Linked DNA regions of Mus musculus: region 1 is linked to region 2. The links are chromatin contacts, called in public HiChIP or PLAC-seq maps. All regions are on one chromosome and are shown on one strand. Each heading gives the region's core, a stretch centred on a gene start, on an enhancer-like site or on the middle of the called end of the contact. The rest is flanking DNA. Distances are from core to core; before and after follow the strand shown.

What was found. HiChIP or PLAC-seq counts read pairs in DNA pulled down with a chosen protein or histone mark.
Region 1: a contact with region 2 is called in a RAD21 HiChIP or PLAC-seq map of pro-B cells, with 8 times the contacts expected there. The contact joins two enhancer-like sites.

The regions. Positions count from the first base shown.
Region 1 is chr2:125,024,070-125,028,136 of GRCm38.p6, forward strand. No RefSeq gene overlaps it. Among named protein-coding and RNA genes, the nearest start is that of Slc24a5, 42 kb to the right of the region's middle. Within about 2 kb of position 2,747, at least 9 of the 459 cell types and tissues checked have an H3K27ac peak or open chromatin away from gene starts, as enhancers often do. A contact at or near this core is called in pro-B cells, where this site is marked.
Region 2 is chr2:124,296,638-124,300,717 of GRCm38.p6, forward strand. It overlaps a transcript of Sema6d not described here. Among named protein-coding and RNA genes, the nearest start is that of 4930583P06Rik, 76 kb to the left of the region's middle. Within about 2 kb of position 2,369, at least 25 of the 459 cell types and tissues checked have an H3K27ac peak or open chromatin away from gene starts, as enhancers often do. A contact at or near this core is called in pro-B cells, where this site is marked.

The DNA.
Region 1 (4,067 bases), core at 1,497-3,996, 730 kb after region 2:
TATTCATTTTGCTATTATTCTGTCAAATTTCTGAACTGATAACTTTCACGCTAAGAAAAAACATCTGCCTTTGTTTGGGAATTTGGGATATTTTTTTCCTCATTTCACTTTCTCTCTCCCTTTTATTATCACCCTCAAGATAGCCACACCAACACCACGGAGCCATTACCCAGCTGCAGCTTTGATCTGCTGCCTCTTTACTGTGGACCACAGATGTTGTCTGCCGTTGTCCCACCCTGCAGAGAGGTCAGCGAAGCTGTAACTCACAGACTGAAGCATTTGAAGAGATACCAGGGAGCCATCAACCAGACTTTCAAAACAGCGAAGAACCTACATTCTGAGAACTTTACTGTGGCAAGAAAATCAGGACAAAGTCTGCCTTTTTGTTGTCCAGGATGCTCGAGGAATCTTCCTGTCAACAGCCCAAGAGAGACCAGAAGCCTGAAGCAGCTCGACAGCTGGAAAATTACGTCCTCTTATGACAAACTGTGGGAGCACCTAGTGGACATCTGGACCGCTTGCTCTACCCAAACATCTGCAGCTCTTTTCTCTGCTGTTCTCAGATTAGGAAACTGAGGGTCAACCCACCCTGCTCCTTGCAACCAAAACTCTTCAAATGGACTTTGTCCAGTGTTGTACAAGCATCCCAGTCCCCTGTGTCCTTTTGCTCAGAGAGGAGATAAACATCCACAAAGAAGCTGAAGGTTTGTGTCCAGCTGAAAGCCACCAGCACAGAAAGGCTAAACGGGAATTGGAAAGGGAAATTGTAGTTCCATCTAAGTAGTGCATGGGGAGGTATCAGCTGGGGCTTTCCACCCGGTCCATGGAGGCCACTAGCACCGACTGACTGTGTTATATGCAGAAATCCATGATAAAACAGCAAGGATGCAGAGCTGGAGACATGGCTCAGTGGTTAAGAGCACCGACTGCTCTTCCAGAGGTCCTGAGTTCAATTCCCAGCAACCACATGGTAGCTTACAACCATCTATAATAAGATCTGACACCCTCTTCTGGTGTGTCTGAAGACGGCTACGGTGTACTTACATATAATAAATAAATCTCTGAAAAAAAAAATCAAGGATGCAGCCAAGATAAATGCAAACCCTTAAGGGAGATTTGAAGAAAAATACCATCCCCGTTATTGGTATTTCTCAGGGAGGGGTTGGGCATTGTTGTTTGGGCTTTTGATTCCCTTTGCAGAGAGTTTGGAGGAAAGGAAAGCAATAGAAATACTTCTCTACCATGTCATTGTGCTTGCCACACTATCTGGCTGCTGGGAGAAAGCTTACTCTCCCTAACTGCCTCATACCACCAAGGAACGCCAGGCCTCCCCACTGGGGTGAGAATTTGTGCTGTTCGCATGGGAGCAATGCATGAATCGTGCTGTGCTGAAGCTCTTCATGAGGCCCAGCCACATAGGTACCAAAAAAACTAAATAGACGTGCTTTCTGCCTGCAGAAGACTTATGATCTGGTATCCCCTTGGTCCATCTATGGAGAAATCGTCTGTTAACCTAGGGAAGACCTTGATCTGTATCCATATTAGCTGCAAAGTCAAAGCCATTGAGAGTAGCAGAAGCTGACGCAGGGCCAATTTCACATTGCTGGTTTTATATCCTAAGCAGTATCTCAGTGCTATTTTTTATTGTCCATCTGGTAAAGCTGGGGGTACAGAGGATCGAGAAGTCTGGTTCGAATGTTCTTTGATATAACCTGAAAATAATATGGTTGTAAAAGTAATGCAGGATAACTTACTATAACTTTCAGATGAGGGAAAGGTTTTAAGTATCATACCAAACCAGAAATAATGAAGATAAACACTGTCTTATTTGGCTATGGTACATACACACATACACATACACACACACTGAATTAGACAACATATATCATACACACCGTTGGCTGTCAGTTATCCGTTAGGTATATTAAGTTGGTTTAACTTTGCCTTGATGTTGCACTTGGGTTCTTATTAAGCTCTCTCTATTATCAACATGATAAGAATTTATTTGCATATTTAATCAAATAATAAATAAAACTTGAGACGTTCTCATCAATCAGCGGAGACAGCAAGCACATGATAATGAAAATGAAGCATGCAGACCTGGACTACATGCTGGAAAGAAAGAGAATACACACCTCAGTAAGAAAATGGCCGAAGGGTAAGCAGGTAATTCAGAAGAAATAAGTAAAAATGAAAATAGTCAGTGAAGTACAGAAAAAGTGCTCAACCGCAATCATTACCAAAAGAGGGAATATTACATATAATACTATAAATTATATATATAATATATATTCCATTATGTATACTATATGTCATAGACCTATACACAGACTCTGAGTTGGGAAAAAGCATAAAGAAATATAGTATATATGCTTTTATTAAGAAAAATCACAAGCTTATGTGCTCTCTGTGCTCGTGCCTTGACCACGCCGTCTGTAACTCTGATTAGCTTAAGCTATCTCACTTGCTGCTTGGATTCTGACCAACCTCCTAGCTTATCAGCCTGTCTTCCATCTTGCTTCTGTTACTCAGTTCTCGCTACTCGGCCAGAATTATCCTTTCGAGATATGAAGGTGATCTTCAGATCCTGCTTACACCCCTTCTTCCTGTGAAGAAGAATAGAGTGGGATCCCTGTCATTACCTCTAAGCCGACCTGTGGCTGGGTCTCTGTCCATCCTCCCAACCTTCTCAGCCCCCACCCCCACGCGCATTTCCAAGCGAGCTCTCTTCACTTCCTGTGCAGCTGTGTTTATGTAAGGCCCCGACACAGCGCTTCTCTCTCCCTCATTACTACGGCCTTCCCTTTAATTCCTCTTCCTTTAGAAAGCCATCCGTGAACTTTCAATTGAGTCAACTCCTCTCTACAACTCCTCTCAACAACACTGTGACTCTTTCTTCAGTAGCACACCAGACTCCACAGAGACCCAGCACATACTGGTGTCTCAGTCAATTTCATTGAATAAATTATGAGTCTTTCCAAAGATCATTTTGATAACACATGCCAACTTTTGGCACATGTACATTCTTTGCCTGAGAATTCTACTCAAATAATTTTTTTTCTTTTATCTTTTACATGCATATCACAAACATGTACACATATGTTAGCCAGGTCTGAGGTTTTCCATTTTAAAATATGTGCTTATTTTAAGAACAAAGAAGATACTTTTTTCTGGGGTAGAAAATGTAAGCTAATTTCTGTCTAATGTAGGCTGTATTGTATCAAAGGGAGAGCTTTGAGATTGTCACCATTGTTAAAGAGGTTACCCCAAATTTCTGTGGCAAAAGAATGATGTCAAATGTGAGAGCAGAGGCCAGTGAGATGGATCACCTGATAAAGGCACTGGTCATCAAGTCTGAGGACAATGGATGCACAAGACAGAGGAAGAAAATGGATTCCTGCAAAGAAGTTGTCCTCTGACAAATAAATAAATATAAGGTGAGAGCAGGTTGACTTGCAGCTAGGATGGGCAGCTCAGGAGGACCTAGCAATGCCCTCAAAAGGAGGGTGTGTGGTGGACAGAAGAGGACCCAGCTGATGATAGGCTTTGGGAAGAGGGCTTGTCATCAACAGGGCCAGCACGGAAAGGAACAGCAAGCACAGATGGGAACACACAGGCGAACAACAAACCCAGAGTGTAAGTAGTATAGACGGTGTGGCAGACAGGCTGGCCAGATTACAAACATTTCCATCCTGATCTGAGATGAACCTGCTCGGCACAGGTAAATGTAGCACAATAGGCTCTGTGCTTTCCTTTTTTCTTTTCTTTTTAATGATGAAACATACTGCCATGTTCGGTGCTACAGGGGATGTATTTCTATGCTTCGCCAGGTACAGGTTTCTTTAATTGTGAGAGCCTATGTGACGGTCAGAGACATTCCCTGTATGCAGTAGATATGTAAAGGCTTTCACATGGTCTAGCTTTTGACAGAGACCCAGATGCTGTGTTCTTCAGAGTTCTCCACTTTCTGTCCCAGGGTGTAAGTTCCCACACACTTGTCCAAAAAAACTTGTCAAAAATACAGTTAAAGAAATCTAACACTATTAGGTTAAAAATGCTGTTTTAGT
Region 2 (4,080 bases), core at 1,119-3,618:
TTGCACATTCTGGTGTGAGCGATGAGATAAGTGGCAAATTCATCAAATGAATAAACACATGAGCTTTACCAACTCTCTAAGGAAGAAAAGATTCAAGCCCCTCATGCAAAATACTGTTTCTCAAGGTTTTGACTAAATAATGACAGTATGTGTATGTGGTGGGGTATCTGTGTCTGCTTCCTGGGTTTCAAAATATCATTTATTTAATACACAACTGAAACAAGCATGAAGCAATCCTGCCACCCACACAAACTCTCCCTGTCCTGCTGATGGCAAAGGTTTAAGCCAGCTTCTGTTTTAAGTACCACATCTGACGCCTTCTAACCAACTCTCCCACTAAATTCCGAGCTCAGCCTGTGCTGACAGAATCAGCAAACTCAACAAGGTGACAGCTTCACTGAAAGGGGCTTTCTCACCAAGTGCATCTCATCGGGGCCTCACTGCTGAGTCATGAGCTGGCTCTTTGGGTGAGGCACAACAGGATGGCCTCTTCCGGGAGCCGGCCCAGATCCTGATTCAGGATCTTTTGGAAAGAAGGCTCAAGAACTCTTCCAAAGTTATAAGTGAAAACTTGCATCCTTAATATTGATCCATATTTTTGACTTACTAAAAAAAAATCAAGTATATTTATTCATTAAAAAATTCAGCAGATGGTAAATATAAGGCTGATGTCTTCTTTTTCCATCAAAAAGCTATCATGAATAGTCATGTGCTTCTAAAACACAAACCTATATCAGAGGGACTAAGCACTGTATGTTCTAGCTTTAAAATATCTCAGATGGTAAATGAATGTATGTATGTATGTGCTTATGTCATCCGTGAAAAATAAGGAAACTGGTATCTGTTACCTCAGAGCAAATATATATATATATATATATATATATATATATATATATATATATATATATATATATATATATATATATTTGGATGCATAGACAATCCAGTCAGGTGCCCTCTAATGACTTGGAACATCAGAGCAGAACTGAGAGATCCCAGAGTCTCTCAAATCTGATCCAATGAAGTGTGTGTGTGTGTGTGTGTGTGTGTAGGCTATCATGGTCTCCTCCCTGGGCCAAGTGCTCACATATTGGCTAGGATGTTGGGTAAGTCTGTCTCTGTGCCTTCCTCCATCACTGATGTTACAGGCATGTACTATGCACAGCCTTTTGGTGGGAACTGGGGGTTTAACACAGCCCCTCCTGCTCCTCTGGAAGGCACTTGACCAGCTGAGCTATATCTCCAGGCTCTGTGTCATCTTTTTTTTAATTTATTTTTATTTTTTCATCTTTTTATTTTTATTTTTTTGATTTAAGGTATCTCAGGTTAAATGAACTGATTAAACATTAATTCAATTATTTCTCACCATGCTATCTTTAAGTTTTTACACTTTGTTCATAAGATTCATTTTTCTTTCATTTCAGCGTGTCCATTTCTGGGTCCGTATTTGTCTATCCCAGTAGAGTGGTTAGAGCAAGGTGCTCCATCCCAGCCTCCAAAGCTTGTGCCAAGGGAAGAGACAGAATTTGGAGACTGCTGTTTAGTTTGACTGTTGAATATATTTGGTACCCTATACCTCTTACAAAATATTCAGCAAAATTGCCCTCATAATTAGATTGGCCACTATTTTCTTCATAGAAATTATGCTCCTATTTATTAAAGCTAATTATTCAGTGTGCCATTTTTCTTTTTCTGTTTGTATTCATGAATGCCTGGTCTCAATGGGACCATCTAGGTGAAGATCGATAATCGGTCTCTTATTAGAGCAGGGGGAAGCATCCATTGGTACACTGCATTCAGCTGGATGTAAGAGGGCTTATTATTAAAGTAGCAGCAGGCAGTTGAAACCCACGCATGCTGGCAGTGCTGGACACACGGGATTAAATAATCAGCCATCAGGCTCTGTCTCATAAATGTTTGTCTTTGACTTTTGGCAGGAACTCCAACCTGAGCAGATGCCAGTTGACATGGGAACTCTGAGGCCAGCAATTTAAGGATTTTCACGTTTGCTTGCAGTGGTAAGATTTAAAGATATAATAACAAAACACAGAAAATGTTACAGAGATCTGGATTTCTGTACTAGATGCAAAATGAAATTGTTTAGGTAAATATGTTTTGATCTATACATTTTCCTGTAAATTATCTTACCAAAACTAAAGAAAGCACAAGAGAACTCCATGATTAATCCTTAAACATCAAACATAGTAGGGTTACACTGGATTAAAAGAGAGAAATTAAGTAATATCTGCAGTTCCTTAAGTTGTACAATTGGACCAAAAAGGGACATGATTTTCACTTCCTACAGTGAGCTGTTTCTATTGAGATGAAATATTGGCTGTCAGAACACATAGTCTTTGTCAGTGGGAGAAAAGAGGAAGTGGCTATTTTAAGTTCTATAGGGGGCAGTAACAGCCTTAGCATGAGTCTTGAGATTGGGTTGTAAGGGAATGAAGTCTGTAGTTAATTAAGTGATTGCATAACAAGAAGACTATCTGGCGCTGGTGGAGAGGCCTCCACACTGGACACTTGCTGCCAGTAGAGGCACATCTGTGTGCTGTGACTTCAAAACACTGTTATAATGTTGAAGATACCAGCAGATGAGCACACATGTTATTGAAAAATGGTTTTAAAAATAGAAATCTTTCACTCCTATGTATCTGTGTTTATGTGTATGCGTGTACACATACATATACACTCTTAGATCAGATGCCAGGAAATAAATGCTGAAACCACCAGTAACTAAATATTTACAACGTTTCTAGAAGGAATCCCAGTATCTGTATACATTCTAATATAAAGTAGGCATTGCACCAAGGAGTAGTCAGGGCACTTTTAGTACAGTCACATCATCTAGACGTTAGTGAATTTGTGGAGCTTTGAGTTGTTGAAGTTAATAGGCTAAATTTTGAAATAATGCCTGCTTCTCATTCACTTCAAGTTGAGACTGATCTCTCTCCATAGTGTGTGGCTATCTTCAGCACATCTGGTTCTCTGAAGAACACTGCCTTAAAATAGTTCTCATATTCTTCTGAGTCCTCATTTTAATGAAGTCTAACAGCATGTTCATGGTACATTGATCGGATTGTGACTCTCTGCCATTTCATTGGATGCTTTTATACAACAGGCATGGTTTTGTATTTGTGAATTTGAAAATGATGAATCTGATGTATTTAGCTTTTAAGTATCTTCTTCTCAAATTGCCTACTACTTTATTTAGTTATATTGTTACATTACCTTTGCTTTGATGCCTGTGTTTCTTAAAATCTGCTTGTGAATAATGAAAAAATGACAGTGAAAATGCGGGAAGCTAGAAGATGTGTTATTTAAACTGATACCAGGACTGGCCATGCAATGTCACATAGCATTTTTGTTAGTTAGTTAGTTAGTTAGTTAGTTAATTAGTTAGTTGTTAGTTAGTTAGTTAGTCACTGTGTGTATATATGTGTGGGCCCTTATGAACAGCTTCTTGGAGTCAGTTCTTTCCTTCCATCATATGGGATCCAGTGGTACAACTCAGTTACACCATGTTTGATGGCATGTGCCTTTACCCACTGGGGTATCTTGCCTGCTTCCATTATGATGTCTTACATCTAATTGTCATGGAATCCTTTTGACTTTTCTTTTTAAAAATTGCCTTTCATATTTCATTCAGTGCATTATTATCTGTGCTTCCTAGAAGCTATCACCAAACCTTTGTTTTTCCCATGCATGAGTCGTGGTTTCCTTACCTAGATGTAGAACTTAAGTAAACTTTTTAACAGCAGTGTCATTAAACTGCAGATACTATTTAATACATTCTTGTACACTTATTTTCCACCCAAAATACGCCCATGGTAAATGAAAAGTCTAACTTGAAGCTCTGCAGCTTCAGAATGGTTGTTCTTACTGAATAGCAGTTCATTTGAGAGAGATGGACTTTGGGTCTGGTTGATTTCAGTCCGAGATGTTTTTTATTCACAAATTCTTTATAATAAAGTTTTAATTAAACACACATATACACAAACAATATCTTAGATACTATAAGAAGTAGAAATTAACCTGAACAGGCTTTCTAGAATTTGGAAGGGCAAGAAAGGGCTT